Regions from separate parts of the Sus scrofa genome. Here region 2 is linked to region 1. The links are chromatin contacts, called in public Hi-C maps. All regions are on one chromosome and are shown on one strand. The core of a region is the stretch at or near the end of the contact, and the rest is flanking DNA. Distances in the headings are between cores, read along the strand shown. Region 1 holds the start of JAK1 (Janus kinase 1). Region 2 overlaps JAK1 (Janus kinase 1).

Region 1 (3,600 bases), core at 616-3,115:
GCCACAGCAACACGGGATCTGAACCGCCTCTGCGAACTACACCACAGCTCAGGGCAACAATGGATCTTGAAACCAATGAGCGAGGCCAGGGATCGAACCTGCCACCTCATGGTTTCTAGTCGGATTCGTTAACCACTGCGCCACGACAGGAACTCCCAGATTTGTTCATGAGCACAACGGGTTCATGGCAGCTTTTCTGACTTTCCTTTTTCTGTGCTTTTTGCCTTCCCTGAAATACGATTCTTTCCTGTTTCTCTGTCCACTCATATCATTCCCACCTGTTCTTTTAAGGCCCAGTTTGAGAAAAAGAAAAAAAAGATTTCGATGAATAACCAAGCCTACCATGTGTGTCTGGCCTGCTTTATCTTAGTTCACTTTCAGCATAATCTCTGTGAGGAAGGTATTGTCCCAATTGAACAGGTGAAGAAAATGATGCAAAGAGCCCCGTGTGGCAGGTGAGGCCAGACTTGCACTCAAACACTTACTTACAAGGTAGGCAGCTGGCCCCATCTTGCCACCTGATTCTCTTGTATTCTCTGTTAGCTCTGCTATCCCCTTCTAGAAGGCCACCCTGGAGATTGGGTAGTCTGCCCCTTAGCTCTTATCCGCAAACTGTGAGTTGTTTAGGGTAACACAAGTGGTTAATGGAGGGAGCTAGACCTAAAACCCAGAACTCCAGTCAAATGCTCTTTTCACGCACCTGCACCACCACATGAGCACTTGCTCGGAATGAAGTAAGCTGCAGTAACTCCCATGCCTTCAGGCAGGAATCCTCCTGCAGGGTTAGTGGAATCAGGGCATATGGGGAAGCCTAACTGCGCAGTGAGCTGAGCTGCAGAGGTCTGACCATGCATCTGAATGAATCTGCCTAGGCAGATTCTCATCCAAAGATTTCTGGAGAGAAGGTACTGGAGTATTTTAAGCATGGGAGTGAATGGAACACATGAAATTTTCAAAGCTCACAGTGTAGAATTAACTGGAGACTGGATTAAATACAGAGTGACAATTTAAGAGATGTTTATGCTCTTTCAGATGAGAGATGGTGGCAGCTAGGCTCATGTTGTTGAAACACTTAAGAGAAACAAGTGGACTGGAGACCTATTTAGGAAGTAAAATCATGATTTAGCTGTAGACTGCCTATGGGGTATGAATCCTGGCTGGGGTGTGACGTTGACTAAGAAGACTTAATTTGTTTCCTCATGGATAAAATGAAGATAAAACCCATTTTAAGGGATTTGGTAAAAAAAAAAAACCCGAAAATCGCTAGACCCACATTAAATATCAACAAATGCTTTTATTACTATGTATGAAAAATTTTTTTATTTTGAGACCTTTAAATACAGAATGGGTAGGACCCAAAGTGACTTGTCAACATTGTTAGATTTATTTCTCGTTAAGTTCATGTTAGTCTCGTGCTCCACAAGCTCGGCCTCTCACTCGGTGGGAACAGGGGTCAGAGAACTGTGAGAAATGAATCTCGGCGCACTAACATGTGGTGGAGGGCACTCCAAACTCGGGAGGGGTCCACCTATGGCCACATCCTGACCGTTTCATCTTCTGGGCTCGCAGACCCGTCATCCCTATATGGGTGTTCCTAGGAGACCGTGTTAAAAAGAAGCAAGCGACTGAAGGGCGAGGGCGTGAGCGAAGCCAGGTGGGGGCGGGGCGGGAAGGCAGGAGGCGCTGGCTCCTGGACCGGGGCTGGTGGCTGTGCCACCGCCTCCTCCGCGGTCCCCGCCCCTCTTTCCGGGGCTGCCGCGTGTGACGTCACGAGGAGGCGGGACTGGCCGCGGGGTAGGCGGGGGCGAGCCGCGGGGCGGGGCGGGAGGCGGGTGCGTCGCCTTGCGCAGGCCGCGGCGGCCGCGGAGTAGCGAGCTGCGGCGGACTACCCCGGCCCGTGTCCCAGATCTGATAACGCGCCCCGCGCCCCCTTCTCAGCCCCCGGCGCGTGCACGCCGGGGCCCTGCGGGGCTGGCCACTTAGGGAGCGGGCGGCCGGACCCCGACCGGCGCAGCGACCCGGAGCTCTCCCAGCCCAGGCGCACACGGAAGTGGTGAGTGTCACTGAGTGGAGGTGGAGGAGCCTGCGGCGGCCGCGGGCGACAAGAAGAGGGGCGCGGAGCCCGGCGCTTGCGGGAGACGCGGCCGCGGCTGTCGGGCCTCGCGCGCCGCTCACCCCGGGTCGCTCTGTGAGCGCGGCGCCGGAGCCGGGGGCCGGGCCCGGCCCGGCAGGGGTGGGGGCGAGCGGGGGCGGGCGGGGAAGGCGGGGGATTTCCAGCCAAATGGAGCCGTCCGGCGGCGGGGAGGTTAGGGGCCAGGACTACCAGGCCCTAAGGGGAAAGGTTAAGGTTTGCCGCCCCCTCCTCCAGAGCGCACGCCAAGTTTTCATAAACAAGCCTGAAACGCGCTGACATCCTGTTTATACCACCCTGAGATACAGGCGCTGGCTTGAGGTTTGACGTCCCTCGCTGTTGCGCGGTGAACTTGACCGCCAGCCCTTTGGCAGAATTGCCGGGGAGCGGGGGGCGGGGGTGCCGGGAGGAGGATTTTTCAGGCCTCTGGACCGAGGCTCGGGGTCTTAGGCATTTGGCTTCCTTGCCATCTAGGCGAGGGAAAGTTTCTGGGATTTGGGGCCCTATTTGGGGCAGGGGGCGTGTAAGGGACTCAGGAAACGCCCCCTCCCCTTGTCGGTTCCGTTGGGACTCTGGCCCTAGGCATCCAGCGAAAAGTGCGAAAGTCGCACCCTGGGTGTCGCCAGGGAAGAGGAACAGAGCCACTCGGGGAATTGTGAATCCGACTGTAAAGGGACTGGTTAGCCCGAACTGGGGCTGATCTCTGGTTCCTTGGCGAACTCCTCAGACCCCATCCGCGTGCGGTCGCCAAGCATGAAAGGGAGATGTCGCTTTTGCAGGATTAATAAACACCCCTCTCAAGTCACTCCTCTAGGTTCCAGGGATGTGGGCTCCTTAGATGTGTGTTTCCCCTAAAGGAACTTCTTTAAGGGACTAAATAAAGGCTATGATTATTGCCAGGTGTTGGTGCCCATTTTTTTTTTTTTTGGTATAATTGTATATTCTCTGAATTCCTGTGTGCCGTGGGGAAAAGGATCCCGTCCTCCGTACCACTTCTCTTTGTACCTGGTTCTGAGCTGTCTTCTGCCTGGTTGGAGATATATATATATATATATATTTTTTTAAAGAGTCCAGGGTTTTTCTCTCAGTGACAGGAATTTACAGCTGTATAAAATTGTCGTTTTTTTTTGGAGGAGGAAAGCATTAAAAGTCTGGCATTGTTAAGGCATGATTATAATGCAGAAACAATTAGCCGTGGTCATGGAATGTTGGCTTTTTTAAATTTTAATTTCCTTTTTAGAAAATTCAGTTACAGGCCTATACCCAGTGGAAAAAAATGTTAAGATGAGCATTTAATATTGATTAAATCTTTGTTCCTCCCTTTCCAAAACTCCATTTTGTGTCGTTTCTGGCTTTTGCTTTGGGTGACTGATGTTTTTCAAGACCAGGGAGTTGTTTTTATTGAAGGATCAATGTGTTCTTTTGTACTTTGTGGTGAAGGTTAATGGAGACTGCGAGGGTACCAGACA
Region 2 (3,600 bases), core at 425-2,924, 100 kb after region 1:
TTTTAATTCAGTGAATTCTATTATATTTGGAGTTGTACAACCATCATCCCGATCTAACTTTAGAACATTTCCATCCCAAACCCCAGGCCATCCCTCCCCTCCAACCTGTCTCCTTTGGTAACCGCAGGTTTTTCAAAGTCTGCGAGTCAGTTTCTGTTCTGCAGATCAGTTCATTGTATCCTTTTTTTAGATTCCACATGTAAGTGGTAGCATATGACGTTGGTGTCTCACTAGTCTGACTAGCTTCACTTAGCACGACAATTTCTAGTCCGTCCATGTTGCTACAGATTACATTATTTCATTCCTATTTATTTATTTATTTGCCTTTTGTCTTTTTAGGGCCACACCTGCGGCATATGGAGGTTCCCAGGCTAGGGGTTTAATCGGAGCTGTAGCCGCCTGCCTATGCGAGAGCCACAACAACGCAGGATCTGAGCCACGTCTGTGACCTACACCACAGCTCACGTCAACGCTGGATCGTTAACCCACTGAGCAAGGCCAGGGATTGAACCCGCCTCCTCATGGTTCCTAGTCAGATTCGCTTCCGCTGTGCCACAACGGGAACTCCTTTATTTATTTTTGTCTTTTTAGGGCCGAACCCATGGCATATGGAGGTTTCCAGGCTATGGTTTGAATCAGAGCTGTAGCCGCTGCCCTACACCACAGCCACAGCAATGTCAGATCCAAGCCGCGTCTGCAACCTACACCATTAGCTCGCGGCAGCGCTGGATTCTTAACCCACTAAACGAGGCCAGGGATTGAATCTGCATCCTCATGGATCCTAGTGAGATTCGTTGCCTCTGAGCCATGACAGGAACTCCCCTCATTCTTTTTTATGGCTGAGTAATATTCCATTGTGTGTACATACCACATCTTCTTTAGCCACTCCTCTGTTGATGAACATTTAGGTTGCTTCCATGTCTTGTCTGTTGTATATAGTGCTGCAGTGAACATTGGGTACAGGTGTCCTTTTTTTTTTTTCTTTTTGCTTTTTCTAGGGCCGCATCCATGGCATATGGAGGTTCCCAGGCTAGGGGTTAAATCTGAGCTGTAGCCACCGGCCTACTCCAGAGACACAGCAACGAGCCATGTCTGTGACATACACCACAGCTCACGGCAATGCCGGATCCTTAACCCACTGAGCGAGGCCAGGGATTGAACCTGCAACCTCATGGCTTCTAGTTGGATTTGTTAACCACTGAGCCATGTTGGGTACAGGTATGTTTTTGAGACATAGTTTTCTCTGGATGCCCAGGAGTGGGATTGCTACATTGCATGGTAATTCAAGTTTTAGGTTTCTGAGGACTCTCCATACTGTTTTCCGTAGTGGTTGCACCAATTTACATTCCCACTAGCAGTGTAAGAGGTTCCCTTTTCTCCACACCTTCTTTGGTCTTCAGATATGTATCTGCTTCAGAAAGCGTATTTGCTTTCCTCTCAAATACTGATGTTTTAGCATCAGTATTTAGTTCACAAAGGTTATTGGATTTGAAGGAAGAGCCTGGTGAGTGTTAGCAATTTCCCCCAAGGGCTCCTGCACTGCCCAGCCTCTCTGCAGAGTTGGGTGGGTCATCTGGGATGAGGTCAGTGGGAAGCCCCACTCTACACCTGAGCCATGGCCACAGTGACAGTCCTCATGATGCTGTCAGGCACACCCAAGTGACTCTCGGACAGAGGAAGGGGTGTTCAGCCCCACTTCCTCTTCTTGGTATCACTTGAGGACATGATCTAGACAGGCGGGCCGGCTTGGCAGGGGAAGTGGGAGCCCTGCCAAGATAAACATGTTTGTGTTGGGAAGTCACAGCTGACAACACGTAGAGAAGACAGGCTGCTGAGACAGGGTGCTCCATGAAACAAAGGTAGTCTTCTAGGGAAATACCGTGTTTTGCCTACCATTTGGCAAATACTGTGTCCAAATCCTAACACTCAGTGCTGGGAAAGAATGTGGTGAGAGGGCTTAGGACAGGTGCTCATCCTTTTGCACCTAAAGTAACTTGTCTTTTTTGGTGTTCCTTTTGGGAAAGTAGTTTGGTAACATATGCTAAAAGCCTCGAAAACATCTGTATACTCCTCTGTTCAGGAAACTAGGCTCTGTCTTCCAGAAACAACAAGAGATGTGGGCAGTGGTCTGTGAATGGGAGTGTTTATCCCAAGAGCACTTACAATGCCAGATACGGAAACTGACCTGCACACGTGAGAGTAGGAGAACGGGAAAATAAAACACAACTCATCTGAGGAGGAGAATATTATTGCTGAATTTTAAAAAGTCTGAAAACAATGCTTTGTAAAAGGAAAAAAGCAGAGTATAAAACTATTGGTAGAATGGAAGCAATTTTGTTAACACATTTTGAAGCATGGGAGTTCTTGTTGTGGCCCTGCAGAACCTGACATAGAGTCTGTGAGTTCATTCCCTGGCCTTGTTCAGTGAGTTAAGGATCCGGCATTGCTCAAAGCTGTGGTGTAGGTCGTGGATGCGGCTCGGATCTGGTGTTGCTGTGGCTATGGCTGTCACCTGCAGCTGCAGGTCTGACCTGACCCCTGGCACAGGAACTTCCATATGCTTCAGAGATGGCCATAAAAAGAAAAAACATTAAAGTATGCCTACTCTCACATACACATGTGAGATATTAGCAGCTATTTGTTTCTTGCTTGTTTTTTTAAATTCTTATGGCTGCAGCTTTGACCTACACCACAGCTGCAGCAATACTGGATCCTTTAACTCACTGTGCTGGGCTGGGGATCGAACCCATGCCTCCACAGAGACCCAGCTGCTGCAGTTGGAGTCTTTAACCCACTGCACCACAGTGAGAACTCTAACAACTATTTGTTTTTGATGGGATTATGAGTGATAGAAATTTTCTCATTCTCCCCACCCTCCCTCCTTTTTGTAAATAATAAATACGCATTGATTTTATTAGACAACTGTGGTAAAAACGTGGAGCAAGACGTGGAGGAGCCCATATAGACGTTAGTGGAGAGTTGGACAGTGGAGGCAGAGAGGAAGTGAAAATAAGTGCTGTCCATTCTGCATATTATAGCTACTAGGTCATTTTATATGATGTTTCTACATTATCTTAGTCAGGACAAGGACCTTAAGGTGTCAAAACTTGGGCTCCGCTTCCGGTGATGGGGAAGCTGAGACTTACGGGGAGGGGTGTAGAAAGTTGCACCGGGTTGCACCCCGAGGATATGGCCCTGCAGCCTGGGCTGCTTTGGTTGTTCTCTTCCCCAGGGACCTTTTAGTAGGGGAGAGGTTGGGACATCTGTGACCTGGCTTTCAGTATGGTCAAACCCTGAAGATGCTTGGCAGAGGTGGAACAGCCACCAGCTGCTGGAAGTTTTGTGAGCCTGCCCCATCCTGTCCTGGCTGACAGAGTCACGTCTGGCACCAGATGGTGCACCTGTCATCTGAGTCAGGGCTGGCCACAGGGGCTGGCGGTCTGTGTTCTGTAGAGAGCAGCAGGAAGGCAGGAAGAAGTAAATACTCAGTCTCCTTGTAACTTTATTTTTCTTTACAAATAGTCGTCCTCCTATGTGCCAGGCACTTCTTATTCCAAAGACTTTACAAATACCAACTCTTTTTTTTTTTTTTTCATTTTC

Evidence for each region. A called contact is a pair of places that touch in the nucleus more often than the background predicts.
Region 2: a Hi-C map of liver shows a contact between it and region 1, with 2.0 times the contacts expected there. The contact joins the enhancer-like site here to the promoter of JAK1 in region 1. A contact is called at or near these places in 1 of 5 promoter capture datasets (liver), 8 of 47 Hi-C or Micro-C datasets (blood, embryonic fibroblasts, heart right ventricle and 2 more) and 2 of 2 datasets of contacts at active chromatin or transcription factors (alveolar macrophages and skeletal muscle).

The regions. Positions count from the first base shown.
Region 1 is chr6:147,427,211-147,430,810 of Sscrofa11.1, forward strand. It overlaps JAK1 (Janus kinase 1), which reads left to right and starts at 1,866. Exons shown (of 25, transcript NM_214114.1): 1 at 1,866-2,053.
Region 2 is chr6:147,529,842-147,533,441 of Sscrofa11.1, forward strand. All of the region lies in intron 8 of JAK1 (Janus kinase 1), which reads left to right. Among named protein-coding and RNA genes, the nearest start is that of JAK1, 100 kb to the left of the region's middle. Within about 2 kb of position 1,675, at least 9 of the 83 cell types and tissues checked have an H3K27ac peak or open chromatin away from gene starts, as enhancers often do. A contact at or near this core is called in alveolar macrophages, liver and skeletal muscle, where this site is marked.